3 separate regions of the Mus musculus genome follow, and regions 2 and 3 are each linked to region 1. The links are chromatin contacts, called in public promoter capture Hi-C and targeted proximity ligation maps. All regions are on one chromosome and are shown on one strand. The core of a region is the stretch at or near the end of the contact, and the rest is flanking DNA. Distances in the headings are between cores, read along the strand shown.

Region 1 (2,518 bases), core at 9-2,508:
ACACCATGCAAGTCTAAACTTATGAAAGACGTTGTGTTGGTGCATTCATTTCTTGTCACTGAAAAAAAATTCAATTTCCTCATGAAACGGAAACATTTAATCACACTTAAATTCCAAATGGTTGAAACAGACAGTATGCTCGACTATCATTCCCTACGAGCAACATTATTTTTCTAAAGGTATCTCGCCCCACGTGCCGTTGTAAACTGTCTATAAGTGGCGGGTTCAACTTCCATCCTACAAAAAGGCTTTCGCCTTCTCCGGTAGGTCTTACGTCTTGAACCTTATCTACCTGTTATATCCGAGTTTGGGGTTCTTAGGACAGGGCTACCTTCTCGGCTTTGGCGTGGGTGCCCACCACACCCCTCCGGTCCCGCGCCCAGCGCGGCCGCTCCTCCTCCCGCGGTTCTAGCACCAACTCAGCACCTATCAGCGCCGCCCCCCAGGCCCTGGCCCAGCCCCTTCTCGGACACGTGTGTGGGTGTGTTTGTGTCGGTTTGTCAGTCCCACCGGGGACCCGAGCTCACTTACCGAGAGAGAAGCGCCAACTTCTGCTCCAGCAACATCTCCAGCTTCTGGCCCTGTTTGGAGATCCAGTGGTCGACACCGTGCAAGCGGTAGCAGGTCTCCAGCATCAACCTGAAGTCCGCCACAAACTCCGTGATGCCCCTGTACTGGCCGCTGGAGAACTTCTCCTCCATCTTCAACAGACACATGCCCTGGCTGGGCTGCTGCGGGGGGACGCGACTGCCCCGGCCCCCGCTGCGCCGCCCTTCGGCCACCTCTTCTTCCCCGGCGGCAACGCCCCCCAAGGGCTGCAGGAAAGGGGCGGTGAGGCCGCGGTGCTTCTCCTGCAGGAACTCGCCCAGGATGCGGTAGCCCTGCTGCAGCTCGTAGGTCAGCTCCTGCTCCTTGCAGCCACCGCCTGCGACCACCGTCGTCTCCGACGCCGCCGCTTCCTCCTCCTCGTCCACCGAGGAGGCACTCCTCCGGCGGACCAGCCCCGAGGCCCGGGCCGCCGCTGCCACCACCACCTCTTCCTCGTTCCCTTCTCCGGTCGGCGGTGGCGGCCGCTCCTCCTCCGCGGCCCGCTCCATCTCCCCCGGTGGCTCCGGCACGCTCATGCCCCCGGCAGGCCCAGGCTGGGTCGAGAGGAGCGGCCGCTCCGGGCACCGGGGGACGCGGGAGCGCGGGCCGCTTCCTCAGAGATCCGCGGCGCCGCGCAGCCCCTGCCGCATCGGGCCTTGCTCTCCTCCGTCGCCGGCCGGCCGGGGACCCGCGCGCGCGGGGGTCTCAGGCTCGCGCCCGAGGGGCGGGGTTACATGGCGCGCGGGGGAGGGGGGAGAGGAGAGCTAGGTGCCCTCCTCTCCCCTCCCCCCGGCGGCGCGCGGCCCGCGCCGGCTGCACGCTCCACACCCGGCCCGGCCCGCGGGGCCTCGGCGCCCCACCCCCTCCCGGGCCGACGGGGCGCTGGGAGGGGGCGAGGACTAAGAGGGCTCGGCTCCTTCCCGAGTGGGCCGCAGCCCCGGGCCGCCGCGGCTCCGGCTCCTCCTCTCCCTCACACCCCCTCCCGCCCCTGTCTACCTGCGGGGGGACCCGGGCAGGAGGAGGCGGCGCACGGACCGGGCCGGGCGACGACTGTCAGTTAGAAGCCCCGCTGGGCGGGAGGGGGCGAGGGGAGGGGAGGGGCGGGGAGGAAAGGGGGAGGGCACTCAGCCCCCCCGGCCGGGGAGAGCCGGGGAGAGAGGCGAAGAAAGAGCTGCCTCCGCCATGCCCGGCGCGCATGCGTAGTAGCACGGGATGGCCCCGCCCCGCTACGCGAAAGCCCTGGACTTGGCTCTCCCACAGGCTCGGAGGCCCAGGGTGTGGCGCGGACTAATGATGTCATCAATATGCGGACGTCTGTAAGGGGTGGGGTGGAGGGAGAAACAGAGCGCCTGCGCTGGCGCAGTCTGGAAGGTGAACCATAGACTGAAAGTTTCCTTTTGGTGAGACCCTTACTAGTTCTAAAAATTTTACTGTTAGTTTTCTCAAGGCAGTTACTAGATAACCTTTGTTAACACAAGTGAATAACGAGAGTGAACAAGATTCAATCCTCTCCGTTGTAAAATATTCTTTGTACCTCTCCTTCCTTGTGACTGGGTTTTGTTTTTTACAAAAAAAACAAAAAAAACCCCAGCGTTTAGAAAAGTTTAGAAAGAAAAATTAAGAGCTCCTCAAAAGAAGAGTGGTGGCCTGTAGAACTCTAGTTCTCGAAAGCGAGTCCTGTTTTCTATTGACTTTTAAAAACCGAAAAACACACGAGATCTTAAGTTCGGCTAAGAATTTAAGAGAATGCAATCTCACTAAAAAGTCTCCATATGTCTATTCTAAGCTGTACAGCTTGTCACTGGTGTGGCTTTAAAATCTCGCTACATATTTTTAAATGACTAAAATATGGACTCACTACATTAGTTTACTTGTTGCTTAAAATGACGGGGAAATTAATGAACCCCAAATAGATGTCACAGCTTTCTAA
Region 2 (2,518 bases), core at 11-2,510, 2.0 Mb after region 1:
ACAGGAAGGCCAGATAACCAGACACTGTCAAGGCAGCAAACCTCAAAGCCTGCTGTTATACTTCAGGAATTTTCCCTGCAGAGATGAGAGAGAGAGAGAGAGAGAGAGAGAGAGAGAGAGAGAGAGAGAGAGAGAGAGAGAGAGAGAGGGAGAGGTGGGTGGGGAGGAGACTGCTGCTGGCTACTTGCCTCACTGTGTCTAGGGGGCAGGGGAGTTTCTTCTAGACTTTGCCCACACTCATCAGGAATAAAGGCTGCCCCCAGATCCACACTTCATTCTCTCTGCACCGTTAGGTTGACTAAAAACTTCTGTCCCTAGCCTAGGGAAAGTATGGATTACTGACCCACGGAACATTTTTATGTATTAACAGTTGCAAGTCGACTTATCACATAATTCTAAAACACCTTTTAAAAAAGACAATTTGTTGCCAAATAGAGCATTGAAATGTGCATCATTCTGAAGTTTTTCTATTTTCCTTCTTGCTGGTGTGAGAAATATCCAGCACAACACTGGGGAAAGTAGTTGGTTGAAGAGACCAAATAAAAAACATTAATTCTAAACTGAATTATTTTTACTAATAGCACAGCGTCCTTTGGCTATTGAATCTCACCAAGACAGACAAAAAGAAAAAAAAAAAAAAAAAAAGCACATTTCTCTTGAGCCTGAGGGGTTCATGTAACAAGCAGTCACACAGTGAATGAAATAGCCTTTTACAGGAAGACTGAGTGACGCTTTCCAAGGGAATATTGATTCAAAAACTCACAGTCTACTAGACATGGCCCAAAATGCATCCCTCAGTGGTCAGTGGGCAAATGATCCTCAGTTCTTTTATGCCCTGAACTGAAAAGCACTTTATGCTTAAGACATCTCCCTGTACTCAAAAAAAAAAAAAAAAAAAGTTTCTTTTCATGCAGTATTTAAACATTCCATTCATTAGAGAGCTCAAACTGTTTGCTATATTGTTGTTTAATTATATTATAGAATTTCAGAATTATCAAGGAGATGGGAACATCTCCTTGATTTGTCTATTAAATGATCTAATTTTTCTCTCAATATTTCCCTTCTTGATTGATTATTTTTTTGTTTTTCCATGGGAGAGAGAGGAGTTGGGGCAGGGGGAGAATTCCATTTATCTCCTCACACATCCACCCATTTTTAAACCAGACTTAGTTGTCCATTATTTCTTCCTATTTCCTCCTTTTCATGAAATATGAGCCCAGAGGCTGCCTCATGGGGGTGGGGGAGGCGGGGTTAGGCATTTCCCTCAGGTGACATCAACTCTCCATGCAAGCTGTCTTGTTTGTCTTGTCTTCAAGAGAAACACTGGAGAGGAATCCACTTGGTTGTTTTAAGCACGTTGCCTTGAATCGTCAATGATCAGAAGTCACTACGTGAATCTTGTTGTTAGGAAAGTAACATAGATAAACACATTTTAAAATTCTCACACTGCCTGTAGGCTCCAACTAGTAAATATTATACCTCTACTGCCATCTTGTGGCGACTGTTGGTATACTGCTCTCCTAAACCTTTCTTCTTCCCAGGTTTTTTATCTTTGTTGGTCATTACAGGGAAGCCTGAAGGCCTCCCAGTCTTACATGGGTGAGCAGATGGTCTGGAGCTTTCTCTAGAAGAAAGGACTTGGTGCATTTCTTTCCCCACATCTAACTCACCCCTCTTTTCACCATGCTTACCCACCCGCCGAAGCAAGCGTCAGTCCTGGAGGAAGGACGAGGCGAGCAGTTCCCTGCTGTTCTGTGGATTCAGCCAGACACAGGCTAGGAGAGGGTGGGCTTCCAACTTATGCTATTTTTTCTTGGGCTTTTATAATCATCTATGGAGTAAAAGTCATAAACCTGAGGAACTCAAAATGTTTTTCCTGAATGGTGTTAATTTAACTTTCAAGTAAACTTGCTTACCGAGTATATTTTATAAACACTAATTTTGTGTCCCCATTTCAATACCCCCAAGCTACTGAGAGACAACTGTGTAAAATACTATCCGAAGATGGGTACAGAGAGAACCCAATTAGACAGAATCCTCTAAAATATGGTATGAGCAAGCAAAACAACAAATATGAAAATGTTACATTTCTCATGGAAAAAAAAAAAAAAAGACTTTAAGACACTATTTCCTAAACCTTGGTTTCACAATATCTATGTAAAACACAATTGTACTTTTCTACTTAAAAAAAAATCTATTAAGCCTTAAAACTTTATTTTAAGCAATATAGCTAGCTACACATGATTCCTGTGTACTAGTCAAATGCTTTCTCTCACTATTTATTAAACTCTAACTATTAATAATATAAAATAAATTCACTTGTACACTTAGAAACCTTCCTATCACAACAATATGAACTAACCAGTACCCCCAGAGCTCGTGTCTCTAGCTGCATATGTAGCAGAAGATGGCCTAGTCGGCCATCATTGGGAAGAGAGGCCCCTTGGTCTTGCAAACTTTATATGCCCCAATACAGGGAAATGCCAGGGCCAAGAAGTGGGCATGGGTGGGTAGGGGA
Region 3 (2,518 bases), core at 6-2,505, 1.3 Mb after region 1:
TGGTTACTGTGTTTTCTTTGACCATCAGGTAAAGATAAGGCTTGTGGTGCTTGCCTCTAATCCCAGCATACACTGGGAGAAGCAGGAGGATTGCAAATTTGAAGACAGCTTAAACTACATACACAGTGAATTTTTCAGGCCAACCTGGGCTGTAGAAGGGCCCTGTATTAAAATAACAAAATTTGTTTTAGTATACCTGATAACTTAATTTATTGAATTAATTGACAACTGAATGTAAAAATATACCATCTACATTAACATAACACATATCTGGGTGTAGTGGCCCACTCCTTTAAGCCCAGCACTTGGAAGGCAGAGGTAGGTGGATCTCTTGAGTTCAACGCCAGCCTCATCTACAGACTAAGTTCTAGGGCAGCCAGGGCTACACAGACAAACTCTGTCTCAAAAAACAAAAACAAAACCAAGAACAAAACAAAATATAAACCATGATATTTTTTGAATTTTTTTCCAAGTTAAAACAGTGAAAATTATGTTTGGTCATTTAAAATAAAATGGCAGTATTTAAAGTACAAAACTGGCAAGAGAAGTGGGCGGTGGTGGTGCACACCTTTAAGCCCAGCGGAGGATTCTGGGAGCTGGAGGTCAGCCTGCGCTCCAGGATAGGACTACATAGAGACCTTGTCTCTAAATAATAAATAAAATCACAACTACTTATATGTGTACAATAAAAGTTTAGTCGATTAATCCAGACTCTGCAGTCATACTTTTTAGTTAATTCCACTTTAGCATTGATGTCAATTAAAATTTGTAAGGGGAGAGAGAAATGATCACACAACAACCTGCGCACACAGAAGATACCAGGGAAGACCCTGGACTTGGTAACAGTTTGAACAAGCCATAGCTTGGGGGCGGGGCTGCGGCTGACAGAAGCGCTATTTTATCTTTGCGATAATTATGTTTAATGTTGTTAAGCTATTTTAAGGGATAAATAACAATATTTTTACCTCATAATATTGGATATAATTTTAAATATTTCTATTATCCTACACTAAACGAAAGCTGTGAAAACACATTAAGCCTTAAATCAGCTTCCGGCTTGCGGTTTCCCGCCGGTGGAACGCAATGAAAACAGCCCCGAGTGTGTGGAAACACAGACGCTGCCGGTTACCCCATGGAAGCCCGATCGGCCATTTTTAATGAGGTCAGTCGTAGTGCATCCTGTGCCCGCAGGAAGCGGGGGCGGGACGCCGGGAAAACTCGACCAATAGGACCATGGAACGGAATCCTGTTGTCAGTAAGTAGGCGCGGACAACCGAGCTCACGGCCCGGGGCGGAAGGCGTTAGATAAATTAGTCCGGTCTCAGGAAGCAGTGTCTGCGGCCTAACGGAACTACAGATTCCTAACAGAAAGGTTTCTGTCCGGAGCTTGCTATCTGCTTCCGTTACAGAGCGGAAGTGTGGTTCGCCAGAGGACGACCCTTAGACGAATTCAATCTCCGCTGTCCTCTCGGCAGCAATCATGTCGAGTTTGGCGGTCAGAGACCCAGCCATGGATCGATCGCTGCGTTCGGTGTTCGTGGGGAACATTCCGTATGAGGCGACGGAGGAGCAGTTAAAGGACATTTTCTCAGAGGTTGGTTCAGTTGTCAGTTTCCGTCTCGTCTACGATAGAGAGACTGGGAAGCCCAAGGGTTATGGCTTCTGCGAGTACCAAGACCAGGAGACTGCGCTCAGTGCCATGCGAAACCTCAATGGGCGAGAGTTTAGTGGGAGAGCGCTTCGGGTGGACAATGCCGCCAGCGAAAAGAACAAGGAGGAGTTAAAGAGCTTAGGCCCGGCGGCCCCCATCATTGACTCCCCCTATGGGGACCCTATCGACCCAGAAGATGCTCCAGAATCGATTACTAGAGCAGTCGCCAGCTTGCCCCCAGAGCAGATGTTTGAGCTCATGAAGCAGATGAAGTTGTGTGTCCAGAACAGTCACCAGGAAGCTCGAAACATGCTACTTCAGAACCCACAGTTGGCGTATGCTTTGCTGCAGGCACAAGTGGTGATGAGAATCATGGATCCAGAGATTGCACTGAAAATTTTGCATCGTAAGATACATGTCACACCACTGATCCCAGGCAAATCTCAGCCGGTCTCTGGGCCTGGCCCTGGTGGGCCTGGGCCTAGTGGGCCTGGCGGCCCTGGCCCCGGCCCTGCCCCTGGCCTCTGCCCGGGACCTAACGTCATGTTGAACCAACAGAATCCTCCTGCCCCTCAGCCTCAGCATCTGCCAAGAAGACCTGTGAAGGACATTCCACCTCTGATGCAGACCTCTATCCAGGGAGGAATTCCAGCTCCGGGGCCAATACCAGCTGCAGTTCCTGGACCTGGACCTGGTTCCTTAACTCCAGGAGGAGCAATGCAGCCACAAGTTGGCATGCCAGTGGTTGGTCCAGTGCCCCTGGAGCGAGGACAGATGCAGATATCAGATCCTAGACCTCCGATGCCTCGTGGACCCATGCCTTCTGGTGGCATACCTCCTCGAGGACTACTGGGAGATGCTCCAAAT

The links. Promoter capture Hi-C pulls out the DNA fragments that hold promoters and counts their contacts.
Region 2: a contact with region 1 is called in a promoter capture Hi-C map of cranial neural crest. A contact is called at or near these places in 7 of 39 promoter capture datasets (the 3T3-L1 cell line, 3T3-L1-derived adipocytes, the HPC-7 cell line and 3 more) and 2 of 130 datasets of targeted methods (astrocytes and cardiomyocytes).
Region 3: a targeted proximity ligation map of astrocytes shows a contact between it and region 1, with 3 times the contacts expected there. A contact is called at or near these places in 3 of 39 promoter capture datasets (embryonic stem cells, hematopoietic stem and progenitor cells and pre-B cells), 1 of 484 Hi-C or Micro-C datasets (embryonic stem cells) and 1 of 130 datasets of targeted methods (astrocytes).

The regions. Positions count from the first base shown.
Region 1 is chr19:29,804,751-29,807,268 of GRCm38.p6, forward strand. 9930021J03Rik (RIKEN cDNA 9930021J03 gene) reads right to left here and starts at 1,259. Exons shown (of 8, transcript NM_172836.3): 1 at 532-1,259. The coding sequence starts at 1,124.
Region 2 is chr19:31,754,866-31,757,383 of GRCm38.p6, forward strand. It overlaps a transcript of Prkg1 not described here. Among named protein-coding and RNA genes, the nearest start is that of Prkg1, 92 kb to the left of the region's middle.
Region 3 is chr19:31,081,586-31,084,103 of GRCm38.p6, forward strand. It overlaps Cstf2t (cleavage stimulation factor, 3' pre-RNA subunit 2, tau), which reads left to right and starts at 1,256. Exons shown (of 1, transcript NM_031249.2): 1 at 1,256-2,518. The coding sequence starts at 1,481. The region is part of intron 3 of Prkg1 (protein kinase, cGMP-dependent, type I); the gene reads right to left.